Regions from separate parts of the Mus musculus genome. Here all the other regions are linked to region 2. Evidence: chromatin contacts called from public Hi-C and promoter capture Hi-C data. All regions are on one chromosome and are shown on one strand. Each heading gives the region's core, a stretch centred on a gene start, on an enhancer-like site or on the middle of the called end of the contact. The rest is flanking DNA. Distances are from core to core; before and after follow the strand shown. Region 1 overlaps Rapgef5 (Rap guanine nucleotide exchange factor (GEF) 5). Region 2 has its middle 49 kb from the start of Gm5441. Region 3 holds the start of Cdca7l (cell division cycle associated 7 like). Region 4 has its middle 33 kb from the start of Cdca7l. Region 5 overlaps Cdca7l (cell division cycle associated 7 like).

Region 1 (2,700 bases), core at 23-2,522, 340 kb after region 2:
TAACAGTTTCTCATAGATTAACGAATCTTCCTCAAAATCAAGCCCAGAGGGTAGAGTAGAAAATAGAAAGTATTGCCTGGACAGGACACTAGTCAGCCTTGAGGAACCATGTGGTAGAAGAACTATGCTGAAGAGCAAATTTAAGGAAAAATAAAATGGACAAAAGACCAGGTTAACCATTGATTCCCACCCTATAGTCAGCTTTGGCTTTATTTCAGTGCCTTGTCCCATCCTAGCAGACAATTCCTAAGAACCCTTGACTTCCCGCCTCAGCACCACAGAATCCATAAATTCATAGACTCAGTCAGTGCCCCTGACACAACACTACATTCTCAGGGGAGGCAGAGAGGCCAGCTTGCAAGGCAGTCTCCCCTGTGGGGAAGTCTGGGAAGATTGGCTGTGTTAGGTTCTTGTTTGTTTTGTTTTTCAATACCAAACATTTTCATAAACACCAAAGTTTTAAAACTGGCATGCAGTCCATGTAATTTACTTTTGCAGAATAAGCTTGTCCCTTTTAAAAAATATTCGTTCTGAGCCGGGCGTGGTGGCGCACGCCTTTAATCCCAGCACTCAGGAGGCAGAGGCAGGCGGATTTCTGAGTTGCTACACAGAGAAACCCTGTCTCTAAAAAAACAAACAAACAAAAAAAATCCGTTCTGGGAGCTGACCCCAGGGACCTCATAGATGTTAGGCAAGCTTAAGTGCCCCTTCCTGAGTCACACCACACACCTAACTGCCTGGTCACTGAGTCACACTTGCAGCCATAATGGCCCCATCACTGAGTCACACAGCAGCCAATTCCCAGTCTTTTGGCTTTTTAAATCATTAACTCTTTGCCTCAAAACTCTCAAATGAGAAAATGTGCATTTTAATTAGAAAATTCCAATAATTTTAGAGAAAATACCAAATTGCTTATTTAATAACTTCAAACATGCTGAGAGATTTAAGGCTGTATTGGCAATGTAATAGTCTCATGCCAGATTTTGAAGGAAGTGCTGTTAGCAACCTACGTGATTAGCCCCCATTCTCCATGAGGGAAGAACAAAGCAAAACAATTGTTACATAGAACATATTAGTCACATGGGCTCTAAATAAAAAAGCTTTTATTTTTATTTCATGTCAGATTTTTTTTCACTTTCCAAGGACCTTGTAATGAAATTTGTAAGCCTGTGTCTAGGATGAGACTGGCAAAGCACGGTTCCTGTACAAGCCATGTCTGTCTTTATTGAAGTGCTCTGTGACATTTCTTTTGTTTGTTTTTATACTAACCCTCCTGGCACATTAATTTTTACCAGAAGCCAAAGTGATTCCAGGGCTTTCAGTTTCATTATGCTGTCTGTCAGGGCTGTGTTTTATAATCAGATTTGTGGATGTGGGGGAGCTGGTGGGGGAGGGGATGGGCAGGCTGAGCTCATGGAGAAGGGGGAGGGGGAGGGGCAGGCTGTCTGGGTGAAGTGTCATTGATCACATTTGACTGTTGCAGGGCTGTTTCCTAAATTGGCTGTAACTCACTGCCGGTGAACAGAGCAGGGGAAATATTAAGGGCACTCAGAAAAGATTACTTCTCTAATCTGGGTTCCTTGAGCCTTCCTACAGGCAGCCAATTCACGGTGGAACATTCGGGGACTACTGAAGATCCTTTTGCTTCTGTCTGTTGCTTTAGAATCCTTTGGCAGAAAATGAGGAATCCCAGCAAAGGTCAATGAGGATTTTGGGGATGAACACGTGGGACCTTGCTCTGGAATTAATGAGTTTTGATTGGAGTCTGTTCAATTCAATCCACGAGGTAAGCAGGGAACTGGAAAGACAGAACTGCTAAATATAGTTTTAACATTTAACTGTGTGGTTTATTTTTTTTTTTGAGACACTTGTGTATTGTGCTAGGATAGTGTGGTCTAAAAGCTATCTGGAGGAATTAAAGTATGTTGAAAGTCTGCCCCATCCTGAGGAAATTAGAATATGTCCTGTGCTTTCTTTGGTCCTTGTTCTGTCGTGAGCTTGGTGTGAGGTAAGTGTGGATGTGCTGGCCTTCTATGTACAGATACCTGTAGGCAAGTGTGTGATGTGTGGGGGTGTGGTTTTATAGGTTTATACTGATATGTAATGCCGTAATGAGATTGAAGAGTAATTTTACCTTTAGTGCTAATCTTTCCATTTCTCTCTATGTACATATATACATTTATCTTTTTACTTAGGAATATTTCATAAGTTTTATAATGTGCTACAAAACTTCAAATTCTCATATAAATTTCACATTTTTGTATATGTGAACATCTCCCCTGGGGGCATATTATAATGTTTATGAATTATATACTAGAAGCAAAGTGCTACTGACAGCTCGGTGGTAGCAATGCTCACAGGAATCAGGAGATGAAAATGCCACAGGTCTGTAGCCATGTGGTTCGTTCACCTTCCATGTAAAGAAACACTTCCTCCTGCCGTAGTCTTTCCTTCTGGAGGGACTCATGGCTTCATTCTGCAATATCTGTTAAATTTGTTCATATTTCCTCGTTAAAACATCTCAGCACTGTAAGCTGTTTGGAGTGTGTTGTGAGCTCACTCAGGCTAGATGACTTGCCTCTTCAGAAGTGTCAATCAAGAAGGATCTGCCACTGCTTGTGCCGTGTGGTTACTCCTGTAAGATGCACACACTCAATTACAAGTGAACCTCTGCCCTCATGCAGTGTGGTTACTTCTGTA
Region 2 (2,700 bases), core at 69-2,568:
GTCTGCAGCTCCAGGCCTTTCAGTTAGTTGTTTACTAGAAAGGACAGTCTTAAGCCAGATACAGTTTACCATAAGAAAGGTTAAAGAATCCCAGTGAAGCAAGTTTTTTCTTTAGCCCTAGATTCCAGGCAGAACTATTTGAGCATAGATAATTTTTCCCCCTCAGGCCAGCCTTTTCTTTTTTTTTTTATTATTTTGTTAATAATAGGGAGGAGATGTAGTCTCCCCTCCCCCAGCCTGAAACCTGCTTGCTCGGGGTGGAGCTTCCTGCTCATTCGTTCTGCCACGCCCACTGCTGGAACCTGAGGAGCCACACACGTGCACCTTTCTACTGGACCAGAGATTATTCGGCGGGAATCGGGTCCCCTCCCCCTTCCTTCATAACTAGTGTCGCAACAATAAAATTTGAGCCTTGATCAGAGTAACTGTCTTGGCTACATTCTTTTCTCTCGCCACCTAGCCCCTCTTCTCTTCCAGGTTTCCAAAATGCCTTTCCAGGCTAGAACCCAGGTTGTGGTCTGCTGGCCGAACACAACAGTCAATAAAGGACAATATTGTTCCTTTCATCCACATTTCAAAAAAATCTAGAATTAAAGAGCTTAATACAAGATACATTAATAAACCTTTTTGAAAGAGGTTCTTGACTGTACTGTTGGTAAACACATGAAAGCTAAGTCACGGCAGAAGGTACATTTATAGATATGTGTGTGAGAGCCAGAAGTTGGGGGATGAAACCTCTGAAATCACCGACAAAAATAAATCCTCTCCATTTTTAAGATGTTCTGTCATAGTGACCAACAGCCTAACAACATACTAGGCAAGCAAGTGACCTATACACCTTCCCAACTCAGAAAGAGGGGTCTTACCGTCATTGCCAGCACAGCATCCTGCCACTAGATGGCGGCACAGGACAGGTTTTGATATCAGCTCCCCTTGCATTGGATAACAGTTTTTCATGTCTTTCTCCGTTCTCATGTGCTTTCCATGGCTTTACAGAATCTACACAAAATTAGCAGTGGATGGTCAACTAGATGAAACAACATGCCAAACCTCACATTAAGTAATGCTCAAGAAAAATGGTGGGGTAATAACCACTCTAGAAATTGGATTTTTTTTTTTAATTGTCCTTTTCAGTTCCAATTCCATACAAGAAATACCTTACCAATGACAGAGAAACCTCTCTAGGACCCTTTTCCATGGCACTAGAAAACTGGAACAAGAACCCAAAATTTGTGAATTTTATGACTTATCTGCTAGCTTAGCTGAATCTACGTAGATGTGTTTTCTGGCTTTGGTTCCACCCTTTCACAGATTGCAACACTATTTTGAGGAAGGAGGAGGCCAACTGAAAATAGCTCTCTAATTTTTGACAAAGCTGTAAATAAATCTATGTTGTGTTGTTATTTATAGTGTTTTACAGAGGTCAAAAGACAATGGATCCCCCTGGGACTGGACTTACAGATGGTTATGAACCACCCACCATAAGGTTGCTGGGTGCTGAACTTAAACTCTCTGCAGGAGCAGCAAGTGCTCTTAACCACTGAACCATTTCTCCTATGGAGTTGGTTGGTTGGTTGGTTGGTTTTTGAGACACAGTTTCACATAGCCCCAGGCTAGTGTTAAATTTACTGTTTAGCCAAGGCTAGCCATGAACCCCTGATCTTTAGGTCCCAGATCCTGAAAGTAACAGGTATACACCACCACATCTAGCATAATATATGGCTTTATTTTTTAAAAAAAAATAGAATTTCAGACATGTGTGGTAGTGCACACCTTTAATCCCAGTACTCGGAAGGCAGTCACAGGTGGATCTCCATGAATTCTAGGTCAGCCTAGACTACATAGCAAGTTACAGGACAGCCAGGGCTACATAGAGAGGTCTTATTTCAAACAACAATAGCAACATTTAAAAATTAAAAGTACAGAATAAGGTCTTGTGTATACCAGGCTAGACTCCATAACCAAGGACAGCCTTGAACTTCTGATCCTCCAACCTTTACCTCCCCAGCGCAGAGGTTACAAGTGTGGTGGTCTCACCCAGTTATACAGTGATGGGATGCCTTTGTATTAACTGAGCTATGTCCTTATGTTATTTTCAACTGATGTGGGAAAGTGGCTGGACCAGAGCCGGGAGCTCTGGGAAGAGAGGCAGATAAGGAACATTGTGGGGGATTCAGAAGCCCCTTCTTCTAGGGCTAGCCCTCCAAAATCCTCTGTGGACAAGGATCAACAGTGTGCCTTATGACAAGGGGACATTCTCAGGGCAAGGCTCTAGCATAACCCAGGACAGCAAAGGTGTTGAGTTTTGAGCTGAGATAAAACCTGGGCAACTGGCTCCAAGCTGGGGAGTGGCTACATGCTTGCCAGGGCTCTGAAAATGCTTCTTAACTTTTTCTGAGGAAGAGAAAAAGAAGCATCAGGACTTAAAGGAAAACATTCCATCACCAGCTCCCTTAGTTTAATCTGGTTAGACCGGGACATCTGCTAGCACATTCGTGTTGCATGTCATTTTAAAACATGCCTCTGCCTTTGCCCAGACCACAGACCGCGCTACCGACTTAGCTCCAAGAATGGCCAGCTTCCGCCTTTGCCGGGAGCTGCGATCGCACTCTCAGCCTATCCAGGCTTAGTTTTGCCAAGCTGCCATCAACTGCCCTGGTTTTTCTCTTTCTCTGCCCACCTTTGCTCTGCAGATGGAAA
Region 3 (2,700 bases), core at 58-2,557, 460 kb after region 2:
ACTGGGATTATAGGCAACTAAGCCAGGCCATGTGCATTTCTAAAGTTAGACACTGTTTTCTTAACTTCATTCCCCAACACTGGTAACATGTTGCTCAACTAACGAAGAAAGCAAGACACCTCTTTCCTTGACGTTTCCTCCTGAAGCCTGAGAGAACATTCTGGCAACTTCAACTATTCATTCAGCAACAACAGAAGGATGAGTACTGGATCCAAGGAGCTGAGACTGGCTGCATAAACTTCTACTCAGGCAAGCTGTTACTGTATCACCTCATGACCCCATCCTGTGCTAAACCTTTCCACTTGTCATTTTTCAGCTCCTCAGGCTTGCTTTGGGCCTCCCACTGTCTCCACTCATTAAATGCCTCAGGCTACTGACTCAAGCTCTAAGTCTTTGATGCCTCCAGCCCACTCCATGCCATTAGATTACCATTCCCCAGTCCCTCATGGCATCTAACTTGTTCCAAGTTTACATGTCCATGCACTTTCATTATTAGATTTATCATTTTTAATCAGTGGTAGGAATTAGGTTACTAATCATTTCAATTATCCATCAAATTAGTGATGGTGACATAATTATCATCATCATGAGATTTGCGTTATCACTATGGTTATTCATATTATCCTGGGGGTAATGGCTCCCAGTCCATAAAGTTCAACCTAGTAGATAGTTTTTGTTTATTCCTGAGTCAGGAGGCCTATCCCAGCATTTCCGCGGTGAGTAGGTGCTAGTGACTAGCATCTAGGCACTTACTGGGGAGCTCTGGCAAGAACGGAGGTCTTGCTTGTAGTGTGTGGTGTGCAGGGTGCTGCGTCGCCCTCTGCCCAGTGTTAGAAAACTTGGGTGATTGGCTTTTGCAGTGAATTGGGCAGCCACTTTTTCGGAGGCGCACAGACCACGCCCCTTACCAACAACAAAGCAAAGCCAGCTCCGCGGCCTCTACGCAACACTCCTGGAACTCAGGCCACGAGGACACGGAGGTTGGCGCTGCGGAGTTTGAGCGGGCCAGGTACCCGGAGCTCAGAGGCGCGTGCAGCCTCAGCTTGAGTCTCCCGCGCGAACCTGAGCGGACGGCTCCACCGCGGACCTGCGCGGTAGGGGGAAGCCCGCGCAACCAAACACGCCGGCCAATGCCGGTCGCGCGCTCCCTTTGCGCGCTCCCGCGCCGGCCTTAAGGCTTGGACCGCAGGTGGAGAGGCCCGGGTGCGGGCGCGTGGCCCGAGGCTGTGCGAGGTTGCGCGGTGCGCGCGGAGCCGCGCTGTCCCCCCCATCTGAACTCAGTGCGCTGTTCCACGGCAAACTCCGCGCGCTGCGTGCTCGGGGCCGCGCCAGCCCGGGTGGCCGCGTGCAGGGCTCAGGGAAGTGAGCCCAGCAGGGAAGATGGAGCTGGCCACGCGCTCCCAGGTGAGGGTTTCCCCCAGCCCTGGTCCCCGGCCGCTTTCTGCATGCCCCGCCCCGCCCTGTCCTGCCGGGCTGGTCCACGCGGAGGGCCGGGTGCTGGGAACTTAGGTCCTGTAGGAGTGCGCGTGGCTCCCTGCTGTACCACCCCGGGTCTGCAGGTTTGGCCCCTGCAGCCGGGGCTCAGGTGGGGATGCCTATTCTGGAGCTGCAGGCCGGGAGCTACGGGGTGCAGCGCCCCGAGACCTGGGGGAGGGGCGCGCGGGAGGGCAGCGTGCAATTTCTCCCCAACCCCCTTCCTCGCCGGAACTGGCACCAGAGGTCAGGAAGATTAAGAAAAAAGCAATTAAAAAAAAAAAAAAAAAAAAAAAAGAAAGAAAGAAATCTCGAGACTCACACTATACCAGTCTTTTATTGAGTTGCTGTAGGTTTTATTCTAGAACTTTAATAAATTTACTACTTGGCAAATGGTAAGTAACATCTTTAGGCCAAGTTAACAAACAACTTCAAGATTGCAAATCTTAAGCGAAGGGCAAATCCATTATGCATTATGGGTCTAATTTAAGTTTTGAAACTTCACTAACACTTGAGAATAAGTCTTCCAAAGGGTCATTGCGTGCCAGGATTGTGATTTCTGTTAGTTTACAGTCTCAAGGTTTTTCTCTACTTAAAATTATCACTCTGTTAAAAAAACGACAACCACAAGACACCTAAACAGACACACACTTTTTAATATAGTGATAAGCAAATCATTTTTAAAAATGAACTAAGAAAAACTTTGAAAAGAGAAGGAATGGCCAGCCCCCTGCTCGTGGGGTGCGGGATATTTTACATGAATGTAGCCTTTCTTGAACTGCGTTTACCCCTGTAGTCTACCTGTAGACTCTGAGCCTGGTGGAACAGCGCCCAAGCTTTACCAGACCTGGCCTGCCCAGGTCTGGCACTTACCTTTGTGCTGGCAAATTAGAGAACTAGCTAGCTGGCTAGATACCAGTGGCCACTTTGTCCAGTTAGTGACCGCTGAGAATGTCCTGAAAGTGGAGGTTTGTGAGAAAGTATTTTAAAAGGTTTCACCAGTGAAGGGAGAAAAGAAAAACTGTACTGAGCTAGACTCAGGCTTTAGGGTTTTTGTTGTTGTTTTTGTTTTGCTTTTGCACGTGGCTAGCCTGAGCTTCTCCAGGAAGTAACAAAACACCTTTGGAAAGGGAAAGTGAAATTGCTTTGTTTTTTCAGGACAGTCTCATTCATCACAGAGTGGTCTCCACTTTCTGTAGAGCAGATTATAGATCTTGCCTCCACTTC
Region 4 (2,700 bases), core at 80-2,579, 420 kb after region 2:
TTTTTTTTTTTTTTTTTTTTTTTGGAAAGGCTTATTTGAATTACAAAGTAGGGTTGTGGGAGTGAGGAAGAAAAGTAGAAGCCAGCCCCCCCCACACACACACCGCCCCCAGCCCCTCCTCATCCCCCTTTCCCCCATGCTACCATCCTCTGCCCTCTTTAGAAAAGAGAAGGACCTGATGCCTGTCAAAGTTACAGAATGGAAGCTATAACTTCCATGCTATCCTGCAAGCTGGAACAAAAATCCCTGGTAAAAAGCACTGTTCACAATGGCAGAGGGAAATGGACTCAGGCCTTCTAAGGCTGAGTGTTCACTCCATCTCAGTAGGAGATCCCATTCTTGATACTTTGCCAGGCAGGAGACACTCCAGCCACCCCCAAACCTCCCCACACCCCTCTTGTAGTCTACACACAGCCTTGGTGATCAGCAACATCTTCTGTTGTTTTCATGGAAAGGATGTGTTGACATGAACTCCCTAGCTGTGAATGTAAACACGATGCTGACAGCCAGGCATGCAGTTGGGTTAGCGGGTACCTCCACTTACCGGGGGCAGATGTTTAACCTTGACGTGAATAGCAATTAAGCAGAACCTCAGAAACCAAGGCCTCCCCGGGAACCAATTAATAATTTGGTGGGGAAGATGTTATATGCAAATTTCTCCCACAAACCACTTCAGAATGACACGTCTACCCTCCACCCAGTGGACTGAGCTGGAGAGTCATTTGTAACAAAGCCCTGTGGTGCGGGTGTGAACAAATTGTAATTAGGCAAATTAAGTGAGTGTTGCATGTACATCAATTAATTTCTGGTCACAAGCTACACAGCAATTGCCACCACCTTTGTTGTATGTGGAGGCTTGACAGCAGTGTTTGCCCACGCCTCCTCATTCCTGCTCCTTCTGAGTGCCCCCCTCCCCAAGCCGGCGCTGAAGCCTCTGCCCCACACTTAATTCTCCTCACCCATCCCAGTTTATTTACTTTGTAACCACTGTGTATCAATACACACACTCTCCAAGCAGCCTCCCGACTTTTACAAAGAAAAATTCCCTTGGCTGCCTTCAAATGGTGTGTCTAAGCCTGTGGAGCTGGAGTAGATAGCTCTTTCCCCGGCACAACACTGATCATCTATTTCCTCTCCCACTGAGGCAAAGAACATAAAATAAGGCTGTGTGAAAGGATGCCAGGCACAAGTTGCGTCTTCCCCACAGAGCGAATTGTTTGGGCAAAGGCATATGATTCAATATAATTGTCCCAAGTGAGGTCCCCCCACTGTGGGTTTCTGCCGGTCTGAGTCATCCCACTATGAAAACGGCCCCACAGGAAAGGCAGTTACGTAATCGTAATCGGCTGTCAGGCAAGCACGCAGCATTTAACCCCTCCACGCTGTCACCGTGCCCCTCAGAACTGTCTAAATGGGCACACTAAAATGTTATGGAGAAAAGCAAAATCATTTCTTTACTGTGTAGGGGCCTCGACAGGAAGAGAATGAATAAAAGCACATTTTAGGCCTCCACTGTAATTTACCACAAATGCCTTTTTCATCCGGGTCCTGGCGTTCAACCTTCAGCCACTCTGTTAGTCCACGTGAGGCTCAGATGCATTTTTTCACTCTAGCAAAACAGACCTGCCTATCAGGAGGTGAAGGGGTTCCAGGCAAGAGAGACAGGTGGGGCTGCAACAGGGAGCTAACTGGGCTGTATGGGAGAGTTAGTATTGTCCCCATTGTCATTCTGGTAGGTCAGCATACAGGGCAGGAGTTCCCCAGAGTCGCAAAGGATGCTGGGAGTGGGAACAGGCCTTGAGAGGGAGTCTGGAGGCTCTTCTATCAGTGGACGGAAGCAAAAGCCCTTAAGGACCAAGATCCAAAGACAACCTTTTCTATGCCCGTGAAGAAGAGAGGATCCTTTTCCAACTAGGGCCCCAGATTCAACACAATGTTCAAGTTTAACTTCAGGATTGTTGTTCATGGCTGATCAGTTTACACAGTCACCTTTTGTGCAGATGTAAGGTATATGCTATGTGGCTGGTTGACTGCGTTGGTGAACCCAGTCCTTCCACGGTGTTGTTATTGCCTTAATTCCTGGAACCTTCTCTGGAATATCCAAACTGAGAGATGCTCAATTCCTTAATGTAAAATGGCACAAGAAGAAATAATGAATAACTCATATACACCTCCATATATATATATATATATATATATATATATATATATATATATATATGTACACACATACACTTCAGGTCATCTCTGGGTTACCAATAATGCCTAATATAATGCAAATGCATTGTGTGTGTGGTCATAATTGAATCATTTAAGAAACGATGACATGGAAAGTCCATACACGTTCAATTCAGACAGTTTTGTCCACAGATATTTTCAGTCTGCTGTAGTTTTTATCTGTAGATAGGGAACCCAAGGGTCTGGAGGATGGACTGACTGATTCATACTACAGGGGTCTTTCCTGTCCCTGCCCTGCTAGGAGTAAATCAAAGAGCACAGTAGATGCAGAGGTAAATGGCCTGGAACTGCAATACAATTTCACTGTTCTTTAAGACTGATTCTCCATGCTCCCCCCTTACTTGAGGGCATGCTATGTTACCTTTTGGAGTGTGCTGTTTCCTGGTTTCCCCTGTGACCTTTAGGCTTATCCTTAGTTCTTCCTCCCTTCTTCCTCCCCTACACACATGCCCAGTAGTGATG
Region 5 (2,700 bases), core at 12-2,511, 480 kb after region 2:
TTCTTTTCTTTACCTGTTTCTGTGACAGCACAGATGCTGGCTCTCTCTCAACATAGCCAATCCTCCCTGGCCCTCCCTACTGGGTGGATTCCTTTTCTCTCTACCTTGATATAAGTACATGTGGGCCTCAGGTTGCATGTCCCCAAAGAAGGAACTCATACCTGCAGGGTGCTTTCTACCTTCCTGGAACCTGACCTTTGATCTTGTTTAAAGCATGCAGCCCTCTGTATCGCCCTACTCACCAGGCACCTGAGGAAGTTTGCTGGTTCAGGTGGAACATGCCCATCTCACTGATACACAGGCCATGGCTCTCCAGTCCTCTCTCATGTCATACGAGCTTCAGAATAAAGCACTTAATCGCCCCTGATATTTCCTCCTGCTTACAGTGTTCGTTCTAGTAGATACTGGTTATTTGGTATGCCTTGGTAGCATAATTAGCAGCTTTCAGAAAACAAAGAGCTGTTTTCACAAGCATGCAGTAAGGCAGAGCCATGAAATGCAGACTAGCTTTATAGAGCCACATGGAAAACAGTTCTTAAGCCTTTAAGAGCAAGGTCGTAGCAAAGTTGTTTTGATTCCATCAGGACTGATCACCATTTCCTAGGATAGAAATTGCCAGGAATGTTGGAAGGTTGGAACTTGGTACTTTAAGGCTGGTTGCATTCTTTTTCAGGCTCTGTACAGGATCTCTTGATATTTACTGAACTTATGCATTGAGGCCCAGAAAAAGCCACCAGGGGCTGGCCAGATGTTTCCTGTACTGAATGAATGGGTTTCCTTAGCAGGCAGCATTACACTTGTCTTTCTTTAGGTGTATTTTGTGTGTATATGTATATATGCACCGCTTCTATGAGGGTTTAGTCCCTGAAACAGGAGTTAGAGATGGTTCTAAACTGCCGTGTGGATACAGGGAACAGAACCCATATCCTCTGCAAAAACAGCAAGTGCTCTTAAGCATTGAGCCATCTCTCCATACTTGTTCTTTTATTAACTTTAAACCCTGATCTTAAGGCTCACTTGACTCACACACTTGTGATTCATTTTGTCCAGCTGAGAGAAATGACATCAACTTGCACACAGTGTGTGTAGCTGACTCTGGGCTCCCTCCCTTAAACACAATTTGAGTTTCTCTTTAAATAAACTTCCCTTTTGTCTTTTTTTTCTTTTTTTCTTCTTTTTCTGCAGCTGCACCACAGCTAACAACAAAGGAAGGAAGTAATTTAGCCCTGAGCAAACTCATTCCAATTACCCATAATAATTCATAGGAGACATTCTTAAGCTTAGAGTGCTAGCTGTAGGCATTTCTTTCTCCATTGCCCTCTAGGTACCCCACTGTTACATATTTCCATTATATTTGCTTTTTTTTTTCTTTCTCAAAGATATCGGAGTTTGAAGAAGCATATAATTAAAGCCAGGAAAAGGCAGCAATGAAATAAAGGGTTTTAACCAAATATGGCCCAATAAGAGGTCACTGCTTTATGGGTTTAGAGACAGGGACCAGTGTCCTGGTGCAGTGTTTTAACCTTTCAGATAGCTGCAAGGGAGTCTCCCTTCGAGCTTGCCATACAGATAGCTGCAAGGGAGTCTTTCGTTGAGCTTACCATTCCTCCTCCTCTCTTCTTTCACACACACTCTTAGGAGAGCTGGGCTTCCCTGTTTCTTTGTAGTATTTCCAAAGAAAGTAAAAGTCATTATTGGAAAAATCTTTGCTCACCCCTCAGTCTGGCAAGAGGGGAGCTCCAGGGTGAGGAGGGTACAGATTTCCACCAGTTCCTCACATTGGCATCAATGGAAATGGAGCGAGTCCAGTCTGTAGCAATGGGTGAGGGTGTGAGGGTGTGAGGGCCTTGGCACTCCCTGTAGAGAAACCCACTGTATTTGATGGAGATACATGCTCGCCCACAGGAGACTGCTCCGTATGGCTATAGGGAGTAAAACAGCAGGCAGGTGTCTGTTTTCCACAAGTTTGCCATTCTTTGTGAAAGCCACCTGGGGCCTAAAACTCAACTCCAGCAACTCTCCCCAGCCATAGCAGAAGTGATTAAGACACTGTTGAGAGAAAATTTCTTATTTGTAACTCTTGATTTGTGTAAGGTTTAGAAAATGTCTGCTGTGAGCTGGGCCTGGTGGTGCATGCCTTCAATCCAAGCACTTTTTGGAGGCAAAGGCAGGTAGATTTCTTAGTTTGAGGTCAGCCAGGTCTACAAAGTGAGTTCTAGGACAGCCAGGGATATAAAAGGAAGGAAGGAAGGAAGGAAGGAAGGAAGGAAGGAAGGAAGGAGAGAAGGAAGGGAGGAAGGAAGGAAAATACATGCTCTGTGTTCTATTGTAGTTGTAAAAGATACATAATGTAGAGCAAGCCATTGTAGCCATTTTGAGTGGCATCAAGGGTAGTGTGCAGTGTTGTGTGGCTGTCTCCCCTGCCCACTGCAGACCACTCTCAATCAATAGAAAGTCTTGCCCATTAGACATGAGTTTCATCTCTCCTCACTGCCCCTGTAACTGCCATCCTTTTTCCTTTCTGTTCCTAGTAGTTGATTTTTCTTTTCTTTTCTTTTCTTTTTCTTTTTTTTTTCATTTTTGAGATAGGGTTTCTTTGTATAGCCCTGGCTGTCCTAGAACTACCTCTGTAGACCAGGCTGGCCTCAAACTCACAGATCTGCCTCTCCAGTGCTTGTGTTAACAGCATGCACTGTCACT

The links. Promoter capture Hi-C pulls out the DNA fragments that hold promoters and counts their contacts. A called contact is a pair of places that touch in the nucleus more often than the background predicts.
Region 1: a Hi-C map of bone marrow-derived macrophages shows a contact between it and region 2, with 20 read pairs. The contact joins two enhancer-like sites. A contact is called at or near these places in 1 of 484 Hi-C or Micro-C datasets (bone marrow-derived macrophages) and 3 of 115 datasets of contacts at active chromatin or transcription factors (bone marrow-derived macrophages, embryonic basal ganglia and stem cell-derived neural progenitor cells).
Region 3: a promoter capture Hi-C map of neutrophils shows a contact between it and region 2, with 6 times the contacts expected there. The contact joins the promoter of Cdca7l here to the enhancer-like site in region 2. A contact is called at or near these places in 16 of 39 promoter capture datasets (the C10 cell line, cranial neural crest, embryonic stem cells and 10 more), 26 of 484 Hi-C or Micro-C datasets (CD4 T cells, Th2 cells, bone marrow-derived macrophages and 18 more), 5 of 115 datasets of contacts at active chromatin or transcription factors (astrocytes, embryonic stem cells and large pre-B cells) and 2 of 9 other capture datasets (embryonic stem cells and liver).
Region 4: a Hi-C map of bone marrow-derived macrophages shows a contact between it and region 2, with 17 read pairs. The contact joins two enhancer-like sites. A contact is called at or near these places in 3 of 484 Hi-C or Micro-C datasets (the G1E-ER4 cell line, bone marrow-derived macrophages and cortical neurons), 5 of 115 datasets of contacts at active chromatin or transcription factors (bone marrow-derived macrophages, embryonic basal ganglia, embryonic forebrain and 2 more) and 2 of 9 other capture datasets (embryonic tail and embryonic trunk).
Region 5: a contact with region 2 is called in a Hi-C map of bone marrow-derived macrophages, with 12 read pairs. The contact joins two enhancer-like sites. A contact is called at or near these places in 23 of 484 Hi-C or Micro-C datasets (CD4 T cells, Th2 cells, bone marrow-derived macrophages and 16 more), 3 of 115 datasets of contacts at active chromatin or transcription factors (astrocytes and large pre-B cells) and 1 of 9 other capture datasets (embryonic stem cells).

Annotation. Positions count from the first base shown.
Region 1 is chr12:117,726,994-117,729,693 of GRCm38.p6, forward strand. It overlaps Rapgef5 (Rap guanine nucleotide exchange factor (GEF) 5), which reads left to right. Exons shown (of 26, transcript NM_001373989.1): 19 at 1,664-1,786. Among named protein-coding and RNA genes, the nearest start is that of Cdca7l, 120 kb to the right of the region's middle. Within about 2 kb of position 1,273, at least 43 of the 459 cell types and tissues checked have an H3K27ac peak or open chromatin away from gene starts, as enhancers often do. A contact at or near this core is called in bone marrow-derived macrophages, where this site is marked.
Region 2 is chr12:117,384,598-117,387,297 of GRCm38.p6, forward strand. No RefSeq gene overlaps it. Among named protein-coding and RNA genes, the nearest start is that of Gm5441, 49 kb to the left of the region's middle. Within about 2 kb of position 1,319, at least 16 of the 459 cell types and tissues checked have an H3K27ac peak or open chromatin away from gene starts, as enhancers often do. A contact at or near this core is called in bone marrow-derived macrophages, embryonic stem cells, hematopoietic stem and progenitor cells and 1 more, where this site is marked.
Region 3 is chr12:117,842,554-117,845,253 of GRCm38.p6, forward strand. It overlaps Cdca7l (cell division cycle associated 7 like), which reads left to right and starts at 1,308. Exons shown (of 10, transcript NM_146040.1): 1 at 1,308-1,404. The coding sequence starts at 1,381.
Region 4 is chr12:117,809,017-117,811,716 of GRCm38.p6, forward strand. No RefSeq gene overlaps it. Among named protein-coding and RNA genes, the nearest start is that of Cdca7l, 33 kb to the right of the region's middle. Within about 2 kb of position 1,330, at least 28 of the 459 cell types and tissues checked have an H3K27ac peak or open chromatin away from gene starts, as enhancers often do. A contact at or near this core is called in bone marrow-derived macrophages, where this site is marked.
Region 5 is chr12:117,867,155-117,869,854 of GRCm38.p6, forward strand. The region is part of intron 2 of Cdca7l (cell division cycle associated 7 like); the gene reads left to right. Among named protein-coding and RNA genes, the nearest start is that of Cdca7l, 25 kb to the left of the region's middle. Within about 2 kb of position 1,262, at least 34 of the 459 cell types and tissues checked have an H3K27ac peak or open chromatin away from gene starts, as enhancers often do. A contact at or near this core is called in bone marrow-derived macrophages, where this site is marked.